2 separate regions of the Gossypium arboreum genome follow, and region 1 is linked to region 2. A link is a contact called in public Hi-C data. All regions are on one chromosome and are shown on one strand. Each heading gives the region's core, a stretch centred on a gene start, on an enhancer-like site or on the middle of the called end of the contact. The rest is flanking DNA. Distances are from core to core; before and after follow the strand shown. Region 1 holds the start of LOC128284313 (probable lysophospholipase BODYGUARD 5). Region 2 holds the start of LOC128283697.

The links. Hi-C and Micro-C count contacts between places; a contact is called where the count stands out from the background.
Region 1: a contact with region 2 is called in a Hi-C map of leaf, with 4 times the contacts expected there. The contact joins the promoter of LOC128284313 here to the promoter of LOC128283697 in region 2. A contact is called at or near these places in 2 of 5 Hi-C or Micro-C datasets (both in leaf).

What each region holds. Positions count from the first base shown.
Region 1 is chr11:105,257,901-105,264,282 of ASM2569848v2, reverse strand. LOC128284313 (probable lysophospholipase BODYGUARD 5) reads right to left here and starts at 3,930. Exons shown (of 2, transcript XM_053022294.1): 1 at 3,758-3,930; 2 at 2,890-3,434. The coding sequence starts at 3,921. The coding sequence ends at 3,080. LOC108466021 (probable lysophospholipase BODYGUARD 4) reads right to left here and starts at 5,424. Exons shown (of 2, transcript XM_053021337.1): 1 at 4,893-5,424; 2 at 3,924-4,375. The coding sequence starts at 5,391. The coding sequence ends at 3,924.
Region 2 is chr11:104,729,254-104,735,813 of ASM2569848v2, reverse strand. LOC128283697 reads left to right here and starts at 3,888. Exons shown (of 2, transcript XM_053021087.1): 1 at 3,888-5,830. The coding sequence starts at 4,562. The coding sequence ends at 5,599. It overlaps LOC108473031 (peroxidase 44-like), which reads right to left and starts at 2,718. Exons shown (of 2, transcript XM_017774598.2): 1 at 2,487-2,718; 2 at 1,363-2,398. The coding sequence starts at 2,687. The coding sequence ends at 1,640.

The DNA.
Region 1 (6,382 bases), core at 2,681-5,180, 530 kb before region 2:
AATATGACACGTAGCATAATTCTAAGTTTGAATATCGAGAAAATTTATGGAATGACTTAGATAAGAAATTTTATAAAAGGAATTTGATATTAGAGATGAGAACATGTGAAAAGAATTGAAAATGTGACAAAAAAGACTAAATTGAAAATTTTGAAAAGTATGGGACTAATGTGCAAAATTATCCAAAATGAAAAAATATTAATTATTATGGATTATTTGACATGAAATGGATCCGAATGTGATTTAATGTGATGAAAATAATTTTTGGACTAAATTAGAAAAATTGAATAGAATAGGGACTAAAATGTAATTTTTCTATTTTTATCATGAAAAGAGACAAAATATAATTTTCTTTACTCATAGAGTTATAATAAATATTTATAATGAATGATGAACTTAATTTGATTTAAGTATCAAATTTTGAGAAAAATCACTAAAAGGCAAAAGAAAAATTTTACTATAAAAGGATAATTTGATCAATTCTTAAGATTTTTACGATGAAAATATCATTCAAATATGATATTTGATATTATTTTGAATTGTTAGAAATTCGTATTATTGAAATGAGCTTCAAATTGAATAGTGGGTATGGGCCTTGAGCCCATTTATTGATATTTTTAAATGGTTAAATGCTCGTCAGCCCTTCATTTTTTTTTCTTTCTTTCTCAGGCAGCCAACAACCCTCTTGGTTATTACTCTTCTTCCTCTTCTTTTCCTTTCCATTTTCCCCATTTTTCTTTTAAATTTTCCATTACCAGCCTTAAGATTTTTTTAAAATCTTCGTTTAAAGAACCTCTTAAGCTCTATTCCCCCATCCATTTAATCATTCTCAACCTAGAATTTATAGAGTTTTGACAAGTGAAATTGAAACTAGAGTGGGAAAGCTGAGTAGGTGTGAGAAAAGGGTTGTTTAAAGTAAGGTTAGTAGAACATGGAACAAGAAGCAAACCGAAATTAACATCTGAATAAAAGAAAAGAAAAATACAAGTTTGAACTATAAAAACACATCTAAAAGAAAAAATAGAATAGTAGTAAGCTCCTACGAAGACATCATCTTTGAGCCACTAAAGCACCAACTAAAGCTTCTTTAGAAAGCCAAGAAACATGCCAAAAAATATCAATGGAAAGAAGACACCATCTTTGAGCCACCAAGCACCAACTAAAGTTGCCTTAGAAAGCCAAGAAACATGCCAAGAAAAATCAATGGAAAGAAACACCAAGAACACTGGGGGAACACAGACCAACAAACACCAAAAAAAAAATAATGTAAAAAGGCTCCTTAAAGGTGCCAAAATTAAATGCACAAACTTCTAACCAGCAAAGAAAAAACTTCGCAACCTCGAAAAGATTGATCAATACCAACTATCGCGGCCCCATCCATTGTATCAATTGCCGCGAGAAAACCTGAAATGATAAACCATAAACTCCCTCAAAACATACAAATCCAAGGCACTTTCTCCCTAATCCCCATTGAACCCTCCATTCAAGAAAAACTATTTCATTTTTCAATCCCATGGCCACAACAATTCTCATACAAATTATACAAATAAAAAACACAAAAGCTACATGGAAAAAAAAAAAAAAAACAGCCCAAGCTCCAAATACAAGAGAAATCAAGCGTAAAATTTCACAGATGTCTTTGTCATCCCTCTCAATGATCCGCATTAACACAAAAATCACCTCCTCATCTGACCAACAAGCTATGAAACCAAAAGGTTTATCAAGCTCCAAAGTCTATTCCGCTTCAGCTCTCAGTACTTTCCTTCGAACATTTTCGATGCCTTCGTCCAACAGCGATTCCTCGGCATCAATCTATGATCGCATCACTTCCACTTATTGTTTTCCATTTCAACACTCGATGTTCTTCCTCAATTCGTAATTATCCTATCCTTCTTCGCAGATCGCTTCAACACTTTTCATCTAAACTCTCAAGAATTTTGATAACCTGTCGAGTTCTCTCAGACCTGCTCAGAGATAAGACCCATTCAAAGCAACACAACACCAAGGATCATTACCCTACTCGGAGACATTAAACATCAATAATTCGCACACCTGCATATCTTGCTACAAAGCCTTTTGATTCTTGTTCACCTATATCCTTTTGAATGTGGTATTCTTGTTCTCCAATGCATCCATTAAGCGTACTAGCTTGAATCCAACTTCTGTAACAAAACTCCAACAAATCTTACTCTGCACAGGTCTTCAACATGTCGGTTTATAGCTCACTTCAGATCTAAAGAGGGAGAATTGTTATACTAGCTTGAACAAGTTTGGCTGACTTAGGCTAAAGCCCAAAGAAACATGTGGCTCATAAGGCCCAAGCTTTATTAAGCATTAGCTAGCAACTAAAGAACATGCCACATAAAGAGAAAAGTAGCTTTCGGCTTCCAACATACCCTATCAAAAAGGACCCTGACACTGCCCAAGCCACAAGGAACAAAATGGCCATATTCCAGACACATCAACATGCAAGGGGTAAACCAAAGCTTATGTATAATACCGAGTATCTTCTTCCTCTCTTCATCTTCTTCACTTTATTCCGTGACTCTGTAAACTTATCTCCTTACTTTCCTCCAGTATGATACACACATGCTGATTTAAGCATTGGGGAGCATCTTAGTGCCAAAATTTTGAGAGCCCCTGGCTTACATATACTTTATAGGAAGCCTAGTTATCAACCTGAGAATCTAGCCTTCAGCCCAATTCTTTACCCAAAAAGACGCAAAAAAGAAAGATCATTTTCTATTTATATTGAAAGACTGGTTGTAGTAAAATAAAAATGTATAAAGATAATATTATTTTTCATTTTTCCCCCTTCAAACTATTGCTATTATTATAAAATTTCTTCAACAAAGAGACCACAACATGAGATTGAGGAGGAACTTCAAATGAACTTTAAGTTTGATGGATACCATGTTATAAAGATAGTAACATGAAGTAGTTCAATTAAGCTTTACATTTTTTTGTGAAAACCATGTTTTATTTCTATAAATAAGTTCCCCTTGAGGGCTTCTTGAAAATAAATATTTTATTCACCCTCAGTATGGGCATGATGGTGGTGGTGAGATGCAGTATTTTCTTATTCACCCTCGGTATGGGCATTATGGTGGTGGTGAGATGCAGTATTTTCCCAGATATGGAACAAATTGTGAGCAAAATCAGTCTCTCTGGTGAGGATGATAGAGCCGTGGCCAGCATTTGGGATGTTGTGAAGCTCCACATCAGGGAATTTGGTCTTGATGTTGTGCCTAAAATCTGGTGGAATGGTTTTGTCCCTGCTGCCCACAATAACATGCACTCTTTTCTTTAATTTCATCAATGTTTCCAGGTTTTTATCCATTTCTTTTACTCCTCTGTATAGCACGTTATGTGTAGTATGCCACCCTGAATGATGGATATGCTTTGTCAAGTCCATAACCAGAAAGTTCACATCCCTGAATACTCACCAAATAAGACATCCGTTGTAATACGAAAAAATAATACCAATATCATATGATTGTTAAAACATTTTTAAGATTATATATTCTTTTTTAATATATTAAAATCATTTTTGAAAATATTTTATTTAATATAAGATTAAAATTATAAAATAAAGAATTTCAAAAATCAAGATTTATAATTAAGAAAAAATGAATATATTTTGTAATTAATTTTACTAATACATTAAATAATTTTATAATATAAATTCAATTGTTAATTTTCATCCATCGATTATTATTGTTTAATGAAAGACATGGTTAAAATTGATTTTGACTACCTTGATGAGGTGAGGCGTTTAATAAGTGCTTCCCAAAACCTATGATTTCGGCACACTAATAAGCAGACACATCGACTCAAGTGTTCATACCACACCATTATCGACCAAATAAAGGCCGTCGGCGGCCACAATCTTTTAGGTGTTAGCCATTTCATTGCCCTCATTTCTACTCCTTCCTTTGATGGAAAGTATGGCTGAAACCATTCAATTTTAATATTAAAAAAAAGGCATTGATAAATTTAAAAAAAATTTGAAACAATATATATATACTTACAGGGGCAACAAGGGTGATAGATTTGAGGGAAGTGGAGTGCTTTGCAGCTAAGGCTAATCCAATAATACAGCCCATCGAGTGAGCAACCACATGAAATGAACTTAACTTATATTCAGAGACTAATGATTTCTCAATCCATTCCACGTGCTCTTTTAATGTGTATAAACTGTCTCTTGGCTTTGGACTTTTTCCATGTCCCAAAATATCTACTGCATACATCTGGTACTCTTTTATCTTCTTTGATTCTGACAGCTTTGGAAAAAGTGTTTTTGTCCAAAACGATGAAGAACTTAGTATCCCATGTATGAATATCACGTTTTCAGTTCGATTTGGATTTCCAATGGCTGTCAAAATTAAAACAAAAGTAGTTGTTAATTTTTAAAATTGTTGATGGGAGATTGTTTTCTTCGGAAGAAATCTTGAAAATGTAGCTTTATGGGATATTGACTCATCCCTTAATAATAGAAGATATTGTCTTTCATAATTTGTCAAGAGTTAATGGACTATGAGCAACTGTCTTTCATAGACCCAAGAGTGCTTCAATCACACATGACTTTACAACCTATTAACCTATTTCCATAGGTTAAGGGTTTAAACCCCACCAAGGATAAGATGCTCACGATACTTATTAGTGGGTGACTGTATGTTTATGTACGGTTGAGGTGTCCCCTTTATGAATTGTATACGTCTCTCCGTATGTGAGGAAGAGAGGATGAAATCCTCCTTCGGAGGACAATACCTTCTATTATTGAGGGATTAAGTCGGCATATTTAAAAATAATATGTTAAAAGACTTCTTCACGAGGAACCAATCCCTCTTAAAAAATCAATCAAACTAAAGCAACATGAATCAATTACAAACCTTGTGAAGAAGCCTTGTTCACCTCAACATGAAGCTTGGGATCATCCGTCTTCATCCAAGAGATGCAAGAATCACACCCACAATCAGACCACCTATTTCCAACCCTATAAAAATCACCATTTTTGCGATTCTTCGAACTATTTATAGCTTCAAAGCCTTTGCTTTTGTTCAACAAATCTTCCACAAATCGAAGTAAAACAACCAATTCCTTCAATTTCTTTCTTTTCCCGTATTGCAAAGTCTCTGATATCTCATTATCATCAGACAATTGGCCATTGATATCAATCTTTTTGGTTGTGCAGTAACATGGAGAGGCCTTCCCTTCAAATAACAAGTCAAGATGTTTGTATATGACACAGAAAACAGAATCAAGAAAATCAAGATATGAAAACACCACAAAGTTGGGAACTGAGAGGAGGTGTTTGGCACATTTTCTTCTCCATTTTACTAGGAAAGTTGAATCAGACATGGAAAGGAAACTGGTGATTTGATTCAGCATCTATTTGGTTTGAAGACTTTAGCTTGGATTTAAGGACCTATATATATATATATATATATATATATATATATATATATATATGTTGTAGAATGGAGCAATCATGGAAGAGAATGTGAACAAGGAATTTATATGATGAAAGCAAAATATAAAAAGATAAAAATGTAATATGTTTAACACATGATGGATAATAAATTTGAAGGTTAACGTAGTTCATACAATTAACTAAAAAATGCAAATAATAGGTTTAAAGCCCTAACTTGAATTATTGCTTCTGGGTGTTTGGTTGGATTAATTAATAATCCCATCCAATTTCCATTAATGGAACAATCTGAAATTATAAAAATATTAGGGTTAATTAAACTAAACCCAATTTTGTTATGAACAAATTAATGAAACTGAAATAATTTTATCATTTCATTTAATCCAATAAAACTAACATTTCAATTTATTTTTTTATAAAATAAACCAAAATCTAAAAGCAAAAATAATAAAAACGTTAATAACTTTTGGGTACAAAATTGAAACATGCTAAAAGTTTAAATCAATTAAAATGAAAATATAAAAACTAAAAACATTGTAAATTAATGATATCTTGGTGTAATTGGTAAAGGTTGAAGCCTTTTTGTAATTGTTATGTATGCAGTTGTATATTTGTATGGTTTAGGGGTTAAAATGTAACTTTATTATATATTAATTTAAAATTTTTAAAATTATAAAAGAATTAAAAGTGAAAATTTCCATTTTAGGGGGACTAGGACACTTGCCAACCCCCTTGCGTCTGCCCTATATGTATAAGTTTCATTTCTACTATATGTGCATACCATATGTGAGTTTCATTTGTGCATTATACTAGTTTGAATTGAATTTTAAGTTATAATTGATCAAATATATATTTGTACATGTATTGTACTTATATTTTTACCAATAAAATTTTCAATAAAAATTTGATAAGATAAAATATAATCTATAATCGAAACAACATTTAACTAGC
Region 2 (6,560 bases), core at 2,639-5,138:
GTCCAAACTTATTTTTTAAACTTTATCTTTTTATTTAAACCTTTCTATTTTAATCTATGGGACTAAACTAGTGGTCCAATCCATAAGTAGCTCTAGCCTGAATTAAGTCAACATTTTCCAATTTATTGGCCATCATCATTCACTGTCCTGGGAGCATGAGAAATAAACCATGTTTTTTAATTCGTGTAAATTCATTTCATGTCGTAGTGGTGAACAAATTAGGGTATTTTTGGAATTTTCTAGGTCAGATAATTTTTTATGTTTTTTAGTTTTCTATAAATTTTAGTTTTAATATAAATTTTTTTTTGTCGGGAAAATGGAAAAACATTTTATATATATTTTATATTTTCTAGATTTTTATATTTTTTTGTACGTTTTATCATTTTATCATTATTTATTATTTTATATTTTTTGTAATTTAATTTTACAATTTTCTATATTTTTTACAATTTTTATAACTTTTATGATTTATAACTTTTTATTATTTTCAATAATTTTAAAAAAATTATAAGTTTTATATTTTCATTAATTTTTATATTTTTTATAAAGAAAAATATCAATTTTTGTCATATGGTAGAATTGTAGCATGTGACAAACATAATCCCAAAAATAGAATTGTCAGATCTTAATGGTAAAAGTGCTTGGGTGTATTTTTACTATTCAAAAGTGCAATTAGATGTAAAAAAGGATTTAATTGATTTTTGGGAAAAATTCAAGGCCTTGTTTACCAGGTTTAAGAAATCATATTTCATATACTAATATTGGAATATTTTAACTTTTATAAATGGAGTTAAAAGAATTACGACTTAATATAATTTTAAATATTTATACTACATTTGATTAGCTTTGATGATAAAATTGCTAAATGTAAATTTTAAACATAGCATCTGTCCTGCTCATAAAATTTTAAACACTGAGCTAATAATCTAGGAAATAATTACCTATTGACCTTCATATTTCTAGGATTCTCATCTCACTTCCAAGCATGTGATGGTGCAATCAATTTCGGGAAAATGCTCATCCAAATCTCTCTATCAGTAATTTTCTAAGGATCAATTAGTAGACAAAAGAACTCACAGCTATAATTCTTAAAAAGTTTTTTTTTTTTTTTTCCTCTACATCATTAGTCTTCATGATTACAATGGAGTTACTGGTTCGTCCAATGAGAGGAGTTGATTGTCATAGTTTAATTGAAAAGGAAATTAAATGTTAAATTAGAGTCTAATGTTGAAATGGAGAGATGTTAGAGTATATAAAAAAATTAAACTAAAATTACTCCCAAAATAATATTTATAATTTTATAAAAATAATTAATGGGTTTTACAATAAACTATATTTTGGTGTAATAAGTAATGTGATGAGGATATGTAAGTAACTCAAACAATCAAAAAAATGAAATCAAAGTGTTACAATCTGTCCCAAAGAAAGGGAAGAAGAAAGTTGCAAGTAAATATGGGTATGGAAGGCTAAACACAAAACAAAACCCTTACAAAGGCAATGGATTTCAAACAGAATATTTCCAAGCTATGTATATGTTCATGTTACTCTTTTCTTGGAGCTCGGCTTATTTTTTAGTAAAACTAGCTTTAAGAAATCAAGCAACTTCGTCTTCGCTTTTTGTAAACACAATTTAAAAGGCTCAGATCCTTCGTCTGGGATTAAAAACCCTGCAATTTTTCCTAATTTCCCCAGCCTTTCCAACAAGAACTTGGATATTTCCCATCTTCACCATTGCCTGAGCAAACCTAGTTCTAAATAGAGTCGCATTTGCCGCAAAACCCGATACGATACGTCTCGACAATGGATCATTAGCTAACTCTTGATCGATCTTCATTACCCCTCTCTTCAACCCTATCTGCTTGAAGAACTGATTATCCACGGCGAATGGTGTGGCCTGGTCCAGAAATGCTGTAGGGTCAGGATTGGTACCACTGGCTGCACCACAAATGCTCCTTAGCTTTGCAGCCAGACCACGATCCATTGTAGGATCAGGTCTTGTAATCCTGTCCAAGAAGAAACTGCAATGCGCGACACCAACTGTATGTGCTCCCAAAAGGGTAACCATATCATCCATGCTCATGTTTTTAGCCCTGAAAGCTTGGAAAGCCTCTGAAACAGTCAATGTAGGGCCTGGCAACATCACTTCGTCAGGATCCGAGACCAGACTGTCCCGCCTCCCTGTTGGGACAAAATAAAAGGGTCCCCCCGACAGAAACACAGCATCTCGGGTCGCTAGTGTTATGATATCTGCACATGAAACTTTTGAAGGGCAAGTGGCTTCTAGAGCTTTCTTCGCTTCATCGATGAGCTCGAATCCACGCACCGTCAAGTTTGGCCCGGCATCTTTCTCCGATGAACTTTTGCTGTTAGAGTCTATGAGAATGGATGCGTCACAACCCTACAAAAACGTAGAACCTCATTATAACCAGTTTGTCATTTACAAAAAAGGGTTAATGCCATGGTGCTCCATTTCCTAGAAAGCTTACTCTAACGAAACAGTCATGGAAATGCATGCGAAGCAAGGCTGCAGTGATGGATTTATCACGGCTTAAACGTCGTCGGACAGCTGCTCGAACTATGGATTCGGCATTTGGACAACTTCTTCTGTAAAAACCAACCCTAAGGTTTGCCAAGGCAAGCGGAAGAATCAAAAGGAATAGAACAAATGTAACCTTCAATCTCATCATTTCTTTCTCTCGGTTTTTTCTTGAAGCTCTTTGGGGTATGAACAACACATTCCAGAATATGAATATATAGTTGGAGAGATTGTAGGCATGTGATTGGCCTCATAGAATGTATAGAAGTTGAAACGTGCAAAGGTCAATGTTTCCAGTATCCAACACGGTTTGAGAAGCAATCATATACATAAGCAGTTGTGTGTTCTATTTTATTATTTGATGCATCACGGTTTATAATTTTATTAGTTCTTTCACTTACATGTAAATTTCTAATTAAGCATACTGTTTTACTAAATAAATCCTTATTATATTCCAAAAAAACCATAGTTAAATTATGATAAATTAGCATCATATGTAACACAAAGAAGGGATTGGGATTGGGAAATTGTGTTTAATCAATAATTGACAAGTTAAATTACATAATTTGTAATCATTGGGAGACACGCAGTCACCAAGTCCAAAAATATAAATTAATATGTGAAATATTCATGACAAAGAAATTTAATCCACCAACGAATGTCAAGGAATCTGATTATATATAAAACAGATTTTATTTTTTTCTTTTTTCATTTTCTTTTATTTGAAAAAAACAAAACTACTTTTGTTTATAATTTTCTGGAATGAACAGGCTTGCACGTTTCAAGACTATTCAATGCATCCACCATAAAATAAAATAAAAGAAGTGGGCTAAATAATTAATGCTTAGTTGCACAACAAGGAAGGATAAATTTGGATAAAATGTTTTATTTATTTTAATGTTACTTTTATCATAAAATATTCCATGTATAAATATGTTGAGTTATCCATTAAGATAATTTTTTATTCGATCAACAACTTTTTTAAATTTGTTTAATGTCTTAGAATTTATATCTAAATTGTTCCCATTAACACTATTAATAAATTATAATATATTTTTAAATTTAAACATTATACTAATAATATTTTATTTTATTTACTGAAAAAGAAAGGTGAAAGTACAAACAAATTACTAAGAAATTGAAATAAAATAAATGACCGATTAATAAATTGACCATGTTTTTGGAGAAAAAATTGTGATTGATTTTATTATTTTAAAATTTATTGAATTATACTTATCCTTTATATTAAATATATTTTAATAATTTTATGTATTTAAATTTTAATATAATAAAATATTTTAAAAGATGAAAATTTTATATGTTCAAAAAATTAAAATGTCATTTTACCATTTATAGCTTTTGATAGAAAAATAATTGTTATGGTATATTAAAATGAACTTATAATTGTAAAAATAATAAGCAACTTTTCAGAATGGACTTATCGGAGAACCAAGGAAGCGGTGAAGGCGAACCAGCGAATCGATCAACAAAGAAAGTTCGAATGCGGGATATCGATGAAAATTGGGAAGTCGATATGGAAGCAACAATAGAAAATGGGAAAACTCTTTCATGGAAAGATCGATTGATGGGCTAAGGGCTCCATCCGATTGGGGACCCATCGAACGCGGAAGGACCAGAATAGGAGGATGACTTAAAGCTATCAAAGGACGATGTGGAGCGATCGACAATCAATGGCATTCCCTCAATAAAATTTTCTGATCGAATCAATCAAATCCTCATTAAGCACATGGAACTTACAGTTGTAATCAAATTGTTGGGGAGGAATATAGGATATACTGCTTTGCAGAATAAGGTCTATTCACTTTGCCAGAAAACAACCGTGGACTATGGAATTTAATCCTGCTCAACCGTACCCTAATATAGTTATGGCCTGGATTCGTCTTCCTGGGTTACCTGGGCACATGTACAAGCGAAAAATCTTGCGGGAAATCGGAGAAACAATAGGAAAAGTAGAAAAAATTAGATTTTAACACCGATAATGGAGTAAGAGGGAGATTTGCGAGAATGGCAGTATTTGTTAACCTAGGAAAGGCCTTGATTTCACAGGCACTTATTAATGGAGTTACACAACGATTAGAATACGAGCACCTTCCGATGGTTTGCTTCCAGTGTGGGCACTATGGTTACACAAAAGAAATTTGCCCTAAAGAAGAGATGGGATTGGAAGGAATAGGTGAGGATATCCCAGAAGATCAGACGAGACAAAGATATCCATTGGAGGAAAACAAAGCAGAAAACTCAAATAGAGAATTATATGGTCCATGGATGCTTGTTGAAAGGAAGGCAAAGAAAACTAGAAGAACAGGATGGAAACATGAGGGCGACGGCGCAACCAAAACAGCAAGAAACTCTAGATTCCAGGTTCTGGAAAATATAGATGATAGTGGGCTCCCTAAAGCTCGCGGCGAGGAAACCAGAATGGACTATGAACAAGGTAATACTGACCCTCTAAAGCCGGGCTCAGAAAAAGATGTTGGCTCATTTCAATCTGACCACTTTACACACCCTAATGATGGGCGAAAATCAGGAATACAAACTGCATACCCTTCTTGGCCCAGCAACAAAACAGAAGTGCGAATAGACAAAACTATTTTAGCACAAAGGCCTTTGATTTATGACAAAGCAGCAAACATAAGCAGCCCACCACAAAGCCTTGGCCACCACCAAACTTTCATAATACTGACAGAGCATGATGGGATTAAAAAAGGCCAAGCCAGCACTGGTAATAAATCTACTTGGCACTCCAAAGAATCTGCTACTGGGTCTCATGAAAGACAGATCAATAATACCAGACCAGGCCTAATAGAAGATGCAACTAGGGCTTTAAACAAGGAGGAAATAGACCTAACCAGCAAAGAAGTTAATAGCAAAGAAGTGAATTTCTTACGTAGGTTAAACTTGCTGGAAAAATCAAGACAGGAACTACCACCCAACATTAATACATCTTTCAATCTTGCTTCTACAGACCTCCAAAATAACTTTAGCATTTTAACTCCTGAAAAGGATGTTGGGGGGCTATCGAAGAAAGCTCTGCCCAGTTAAATTCGCAAACTTTTCAAGAAATTATGAAGCTACCAACAGCAAGTATTCTAGACGCTGATAAGCATTCAATAGTTCTCTTCCAAGAAAATAATCAACCCACAACCAAAGGAAATACCCAGAAAATCAAAACCAAAACAGGAGCCAATTAAGCAGTGGAATCAACAGTACGCGACAATGCAAAAACAGGGAATCCCCACAAAGGAAGAAACCTCAAAGTCAACAAAAAAAAAGGTAACCCCTTTAAAGTCTCCCCTTCAAAAATTTCAATCTCTGAATCTATCAGTAATATGGTTGAATTGTTGCAAACCCAAGTCCAGCAAGGGCTGGTAAATGAAATTCCTAGTGGAACATTAGGAAAAATAGGAGACAATGCAGAGAATAGGCAGTAATTAAGTAACCCGATATACGCATTTATTTAATTTTAATGAACTCTAGAATCTTGATTTTTTCCTAGAATTGTCAAGGGTGTACGAATGAGAAATTTTCTCGTACTTTTAAAGAGTATAATAGGGAACACAAGTCGGACATTGTTAGCTTATTAGAACCGAGAGTAAGTGGCCGCAAAGCTGACGAAGTAATTGTAAAATTAGGATTACAGTATTCACACAGAGTGGAAGCTAGAGGTTTTTCAAGGGGAATTTGTATTGGATAGAAATCCTCTATCAAACTTAAAATTTTCTAAAATCACCCCCAATTCATACATACACAAATATCTTATGGCTTCCCTACCCAAATAATCCTCATTGCTTTTGTTTAAGGAAGTCCTAATAAAACAAAGAGGAGCTTTTTATGGGACACCTTAAAAGAGACTATCCCTACAACCAATACTCCCTGGTTGGCGATTGGGGACTTTAACTCTATTCTATCCAAAAATGAAAAAAAAATGGACTTCTGTTAGGAAAAGGTGCCCCTTATTCGGAGAATTTATTGAAAACAATGATTTACAAGATTTAGGATTCCG